Linked DNA regions of Triticum aestivum: region 1 is linked to region 2. The links are chromatin contacts, called in public Hi-C maps. All regions are on one chromosome and are shown on one strand. Each heading gives the region's core, a stretch centred on a gene start, on an enhancer-like site or on the middle of the called end of the contact. The rest is flanking DNA. Distances are from core to core; before and after follow the strand shown.

Region 1 (3,382 bases), core at 696-3,195, 480 kb after region 2:
ATGACCTTTTGGCGGTGGGCGATGGGCGGTGGCTAGGGGGCAGGGGGATGTATGGTGGCTAGGGGCAAAGGGAGAAAGAAGACTCCCCCCTCCCCCCCCCCGGCGCACGCTGGGCATTAAAAAGGACCGGTGAAGGAGGTTGGGTGGCTGGCGTGCGGGCCCTTCGGCACGCGTGGCATTAAAGAGGACCAACGGGTGGTGGTTGGGTGCCGACGCATGGGCCTGAGCCAGGCACCGAGCAGACACGTGCCGTGTCCATCTCACGTTCGTGTGGAAGCAAATCCGGCCCAAATTTGTGGATTTGCTTGGGTTCAATTTGCGTGACGGACAAAAAATATGTCTGCGTCCATGCGCTGGGCCATGGTTTTTGTCCTTGAAGACCCAAATAGACACAGTTGAATAAAATATTGGAGCTCCCTATTATTGAGGTGAATCCACGCGCTCACTATCAAAACTTGAATGGAGGGAAGGAAACATCGCTAAGTATTACTATTACTCAACCAAAATGTGCACATGCACTTGAGATAGAATTGTTTATTTCTTAAGCCATTGAGATTATATGTGGTGCATACTTTTTTTTAACAGCAAATAGACTTTATTCCTTATACGATGACCATGTTGTTTACAAGTAAATGAGAAACAAAGTTAGGGATTACATCATCCCAAGAACTCGAAGGTCTAACTCTAAAAGAATGCTTAGCTAACTCATCTGCTACTTGATTAGCTTTCTGGAGATAGTGTTTAAACAATATTTCGGCAAAGTCCATTGACAGCTGGTTGCATCGAGAAATCAATGCAACTTTAGTCCTAGATAAGAGTCCATTTGCTGAATTATCTCCACAGCAAACGAATGAAGTAGCATACTTAACGATGTTGTCAGCGTCGAAATTAACAAAATGCTTTCATTTTTTTTTTGAGAATTCAAAAGGTTTTCAAATGGGAAACTGAGAGAGGACTCCTTTTTTTTGAGGGACCGAGAGAGGACTCCTAATTGGTGCCTTTGGCGCTAACTAAGGTAAAGGTGCTCTCATGCGCGAGTATTTCGGCCTGTCCATATGCATTTTAAAAGATTGTTTAACTGGTGGACCATCGATCGTTGACTAAGAAAGTAGACCGTTGACTAAGAAACGTAGACCATTGACAATTTTGTAAAAGGAAAATGTTCATAAAAAGTGAAAAAAATATATATTTTTAAAAGTTCTACAAAGTTGGATTTTTTCTCAAGTTTGAGAAAATTCATGAATTTGAAAAAAGTTCAAGCCTTGGAGTTTATAAATTGAAAAAAAGTTCATGAATCTAACAAAAAAGTTCAAAAATATTTGGAAAAAGATCGTAATTTGAAAAAAAATCAAAAAAACTAGAAATAATTACAGGGATTTGATTTTCTAACAAAAAGTAGAAAAATATAAATTTTGAAAACAATCATGAATTTGATTTTTCACTATTTAAAAAACTACGTAATTTTGAAAAGTTTGCAAAATGGAAAGTTTATAAAATTATAAAAAATTCGCGAAAATTCGAAAAATTTCACAGATTTGCAAAAAAGTTTTGAATTTGAAGAAACTTCACGCATTTGAAAAGAAAAAATAAAATAAAAACTAAAAAGGAAAAAGAAAGAAAAATAGAAAAATAGAAAAAACGAGTAAAACGCGTTTTCAGGAAAAACCGCTAGAAAAAAGGCCCAGGAAAACCGCGTGGAAAAAAACAGTGGAAAAAAAACTCTACATGGGCCGGCCTATTCGTCAGCTAGTGCTGGGAGAGTGTGCGCCAGTTAATGAAAGCTCAATAACTGGCGCTTAAGGCGCGGAATAAGATCTGAGAAACTGAGCGTGCATTCAGTTTCGTGAGGCCCAGCCCAGTTGCGCCTATGTCATATTGCACGTCGTAAATTAGGAGAGGGCCCCTTGGAAAGCAGAGCCGCCGTAGGGGCTTCCTTGCAATATATCAAGACAGGAGCGGACGCCCCGTGAAACCCGCCACCGCACCACCCACCTTTCTCCTTTCCTCCATTCCCTCGCTCCCGTCGTCTCTCCCCTCCGACGACGACCTGATCTCTTCTCCCCCCTCCGCGCCACCGCCACCTCGCTCTCCGGCCGGCTGGCACCATCTTCCTCGTCCTCGGCCTCGGCGCAGCAGGACCTCCAGCGCCGCACCCTCTTCGAATTTGGTCAGACCGCTCCTCCGACCGCCACCGCCGCGTCAGGTACCCTTCCTCCTGCATTGGCCAATCCTCTCGCTTCAATACTTTTTCTCCCATCACCTGATCGTCGTCGCGTGGTGGGCGTGGCGGAAATACACACACGGCCGTGAATTTTGTGGCAGCTACGTGCTGGATCGCGACGATTGGTTTGTTGTGTAGCGGCGAGCCTGCAATTACCTAGCGACGTCCTCGAGGAAATTATCGTAGTATTATTTTTGTGAATTTGCTGGATTCGCGACAAATTTTGAGGAACATACCTAGCATGTTGTATGGTTTAGTGTTCACGAGAAATTTCTGGACTACTAGCTCAAGGTGCAGGCTGCATATGCATTTTTGCTGGATTCTCTGTTTTAATAATTTGGGTAATAATTTATCTGGGGAATTGACGGCCACATTTCTGTTGCTGATTCCTTGTTACCATCATTGTAGTTTAGGAACCTGGTATCTATTTTAGTGTCTGATGAGAACCTTTGTCATGGATGGCGAAAGTATCGCTTTGAACTTATTGCTGCAACCCTTTACTATTTGGTGGTATTCAGCATTGCAAAAAGCTGGATCACATTTATCAGCTCATGATTTTAATGAGCATTATATCAAGTGGAGGCGAACGAGGGGGCTGGAGACAGTGTGGTAGGGGGAATAAGAGATTAAGAGGGCAGATGGTGTTGTATAAGAGTTACATATCAGGGAGCAATGGTGTTTTGGTAATGAAATTGCTAGTGCAGGGAGTGTGATCAGTGGGGTTGATCTAAGAAAAAAGGGATAAATGTACTGTGGTTTATTTTTAGGAAAGCTGTGGTTGTTTCCAATGAGATTGTTGACAAATTCAGTAACCTCATAAACATACTTAGGGTTTTTAATCCCTTGAATATCGTAAAACTAATCATCAGCACTGTATTTAGCTGCTAGATCATAGGTTATTTCTGGTCATCAGAGAATCTACTGGACCCCTTTGTAAAACAGATCCATTTTATTGCATATAACTTGATGTAACTGCAATTATTTTCTGTCACAGGCTGCATACATTATTGTGGCAACGGGATTATGGGGACACCACACGCTGATTCAGAAAAGACGGAGATTGGAGAAATAGATACAAGGGCTCCTTTTGAATCTGTTAAAGCTGCAGTAAGTTTGTTTGGCGAGGTCCGGTTTTCCTCTGAAAGATCCGCCACCAGAAAG
Region 2 (3,692 bases), core at 781-3,280:
CCAGCAGCACAAACAGGAAACAAAACGCGTGTCCACAAGGAGTTGAACCTAGGTGGTGGTATTATACATCCACTTCCCCAACCAAGTGAGCTAGGTTCACTTATTTTGAGTTGAAGCGGTTGAATTCAGACTGCTGCTCCTGCTATGACAATAAGAGACAGGAAGTGATATGTTGTAATACTGGAACCGTCGAGTAAGACGATTAGAAAGGAAATGATGCAGAATGGGCGACGAAAATTCATGCCTCCTCATACAGCTCCATTCATGATTACGGATGTGGACATGCGGGGAACAGGTAGGACATGATCGTTAAAGGCTTGTGTCTGAAGTGCCACCCGATAGCAATGATCTGGAAGGCCTGGGGGCTGGGGGTAGCACTCGGCGCGATATGCAGACCCAAAAAAACGATAGGAGCGATTAAATGATCCTGGTACTGCACAACAGTGACCTCGCCGAACAAGAAAATTCCGCTGATTTAATTTTCGTTTGTCTCCAGAAGAAGAATCTGGCTTGAGGTTTGAGGGGCCGAAAGGAGGGCGTACGTACCGGTGGTAAGACAGATCATCCAAACGTAGGAGAATTCCTTGTACGGCAGCCCGGTGCGGAGCTCCTTCCTCCGGTCGTGGTCGCAGCCCGGGCAGCCCGGGTGGTACCGGCGCTCCTCCTCCTTGCTCAGCAGCGGCGAAGTCCCCTCCTCCTCCCCATTGGCCGCCGCCATTGTTTGCAGGCAGGCAAGGCAATGGAATGGAACCCTCCCCACCCCTCACAAATCACAATAGATAGATAGATAGATAGATAGATAGATAGATTCTCTAGATAGATAAAAGGAGCGGAGGTGGGATTGGGAAGCGAGAGGCCAATCAGCGCAATGCCGCCGCCTTTCCGCGGGCCGGGGGAAGACCCGAATGGAGAAAGGGCAAAGCGAAATCGGGCACGCAGCGGCTGCCGTCCGTGGCGTGGCAATGCCATTCCCGCTTTAATTTGCTTGCTTGCCACACGCGCCGGCGCGAATAGATAGAGAAAAAGAAAGAAAGCCAAGGAAGGAAGGAAGGGTCCAAGCAGGCAGGTCCGTTTCGGTGTCGCATCCTCGCGTCCCCTCCCTGACGGTCAGAGATGACAACAAAGTGGAGGGAGGGACTGGAATTTCCGTTGCACAATTATTACGGCAAAGGGGTTGCTTGGATTTTCGGATGAAAGAAAAACGGAACTGGAACCAACTCGTGGACGCCGAGAGGATGAGAAATCCAACTCGTGGAACTCCCTCCCCTCCCTTGCCAGCCTCAGAAAAAAATAATAACTCCCCCAAAGAAAAGAAAAAGGAAAACTCGTGGATCTCGTGGCCCAAGACGTGCACGTCGTCGTCCAGAAACAGCTGATTCAATCAATCGGAAGAAGAATGGGTTACTTGTCCGGTTGTCCCAAATCTTATGCAGTGCAGCATCCTGCATTTCCGCCTTTGATTCTGATTCAAGTGATGCTCTCATCTCAAGCTTGGGTTACTTGTCCGCTACTAGTACTACGGGATCATGTGATCGGGACAGTGCAGGTGCGTGCGTGTTTTGTCTACTTGCGCCTTTCTCCAGACAGGACAGACGGATCATGAGTACTGCTCCCTCCCTCGTAGTAGTATGACGGTGATGCATGGAAAGTTAAATCAAATCAAATCAAATCAAATCAAGCAGTCAACCAAGCGTTGATGCATTTGCGCAACCAATTAATTGATTAACTAATCCCTCGCAAAAAAATATTAATATATCATGGCGGAGATCGGGGATGAACGGTTGTGGAGTACTGACCGGTGCAGAGGGTGACGGTCCAGACGTAGATGAAGGTGCCGTAGGGGATGCCCGGATTCGCCGCCTTCCGCCGGTCCACCGCGCACCCGGGGCAGCCCTCCACGTACAGCACGCCGTCCGCCTTCTTCTCCAGCAGTGGCACCGACGACTCTGCCGCCGCGGCCCGCCCATTGCGGCCTTGCTCCTCCATATTTACGGCCGCGGTCTCTGAACGAGGGGAGGGAGGGAGGGAGGGAGGGTGGGGACTGGGGAAGGGAGGTTGTTGGAGCTATGGCTATATGTAGTGATGCGAACCCAACAATGATACTGCACGTGCTTGAGATGGGTGAGAATTGATTTCGCTGTGCTTCCGTGGCAATCAAGTTTCAATTGCCCATGCCGATGCCGACCAGATCCGCCACGGCCAAGACAGAAACAAAATCGGTATCGACCAGTGTATAAACCAAAACAAACATGCCTGCCTGCCTGCCGCACGTGCGAGGGAGGGAGCACGGCCACGTCTCCTTTTGGAACGGAACACCATAAACATACAGTGCATGTACGCTCAACTGTCTCTCTCTCTCTCTCTCTCTCTCTCTCTCTCAAAGGAAGAACGCGAAGCAAAACATACACGCAAACCGGTATCATCGTTCATAGCCCAATGCAATAGGCCACATGACTACATAACACACAACGGACACGTAATATACGTCACCTTACATTATACGTATACTCTCTGTCGTGGTGAAGCAAAACACCTCCGCACCAAACATCATGGAGACTCACTTATTCTACCGTTACAGGAACTAAGGGCGTCTCCTACGCGGAACCCAAACCGTCCATATCCGACCTGAAATTGCCTCACGCATGACGTTCTATGCTCGATGCCAACCCGACGTTGTCATGTATCGTCAGATTTGCTTCTCGTGTTCGATCAAAGGACACGGCTCGGTGTCGTGCATGTATCGGGTGAGAAACCGTCGTGTGTATAGCACTTCTCTATCCGACCGGACGTAGTTGTCCGGACCCTGCAGGCCATCCAACGTCATCCCCCATCGGTCCACGAAACAGTCTGCACCGCCGTTTTCCCTACAAACCGAAACCAAACCTAAGTGCTTTGCGGGAGTTCGGGCACCGGTCATGTAGGACTCGGACACTTTAGGCCCACCCAAAACTAAGGCGGAACCTGCTTTTTGTAGTTGGCTGCATTGTTTTCGTGGCAAAATCCCCCACTCTGCTCTTCCATCTCGCTGTTATCCATCCAATTTCCGCTCTTTTTCGCCGGCATCGACGTATGGACGCGCACGAGAAGATGCCGGATCCGGCGGTCACACTCGCCCGGAAGATCAACTCGGAGACACAAGCAAATCACCGCCAGAAAAGCGAAGGCCACAAAGTGGCGGCGCTCAACAAGAAAGCCAGCGGAGGCGGAGCTGGTGGTCGTGGAGGAGGTGATGGCCGTGGTGGAGAACGTGCAGGTGGCGAACGTGGTGGCGGGCGGAGCTTGGGACGCAGGGCCCCGCTGTCGTCGTCGACCATGCGGACGCCGCAATGGCCATAGCATTACAAGGCTCCATACTTCTATGCCGCAAAGCAGCTCGGTATGCAGTCCCCAGCATCCGCCGCCGGGCAAGTGCCTTATTGCGTCGACGTCAACGCGGCGCCGTCGCTTTTCTCAGATTGTTCATCGCTGCAGCTTTTCCGGACGCGGACGCTGGGCGTGGAGCAGCTGGGTGCCCGCACGTTGTTCGCTGGTATGCCTAAAGCGGGTGAGCTAGCATACGATGACGCAGACATGGGGATGTTTGAGATCATTCGCGGCGGTGGCAGGGAGGAGGTTGCTACGAGGACATACAAATGGATGATTTGGAGCCCACCCAGATGGGCTCGCAGCCAGCTACACCCAGTCTGGCACGT

Evidence for each region. Hi-C and Micro-C count contacts between places; a contact is called where the count stands out from the background.
Region 1: a Hi-C map of leaf shows a contact between it and region 2, with 4 times the contacts expected there. The contact joins the promoter of LOC123086398 here to the promoter of LOC123086392 in region 2. A contact is called at or near these places in 2 of 5 Hi-C or Micro-C datasets (both in leaf).

The regions. Positions count from the first base shown.
Region 1 is chr4A:466,259,707-466,263,088 of IWGSC CS RefSeq v2.1, forward strand. It overlaps LOC123086398 (WEB family protein At5g55860), which reads left to right and starts at 1,946. Exons shown (of 3, transcript XM_044508160.1): 1 at 1,946-2,203; 2 at 3,216-3,382. The coding sequence starts at 3,245.
Region 2 is chr4A:465,775,054-465,778,745 of IWGSC CS RefSeq v2.1, forward strand. LOC123086392 (protein ZINC INDUCED FACILITATOR-LIKE 1) reads right to left here and starts at 2,031. Exons shown (of 18, transcript XM_044508152.1): 1 at 1,797-2,031; 2 at 547-762. The coding sequence starts at 1,986.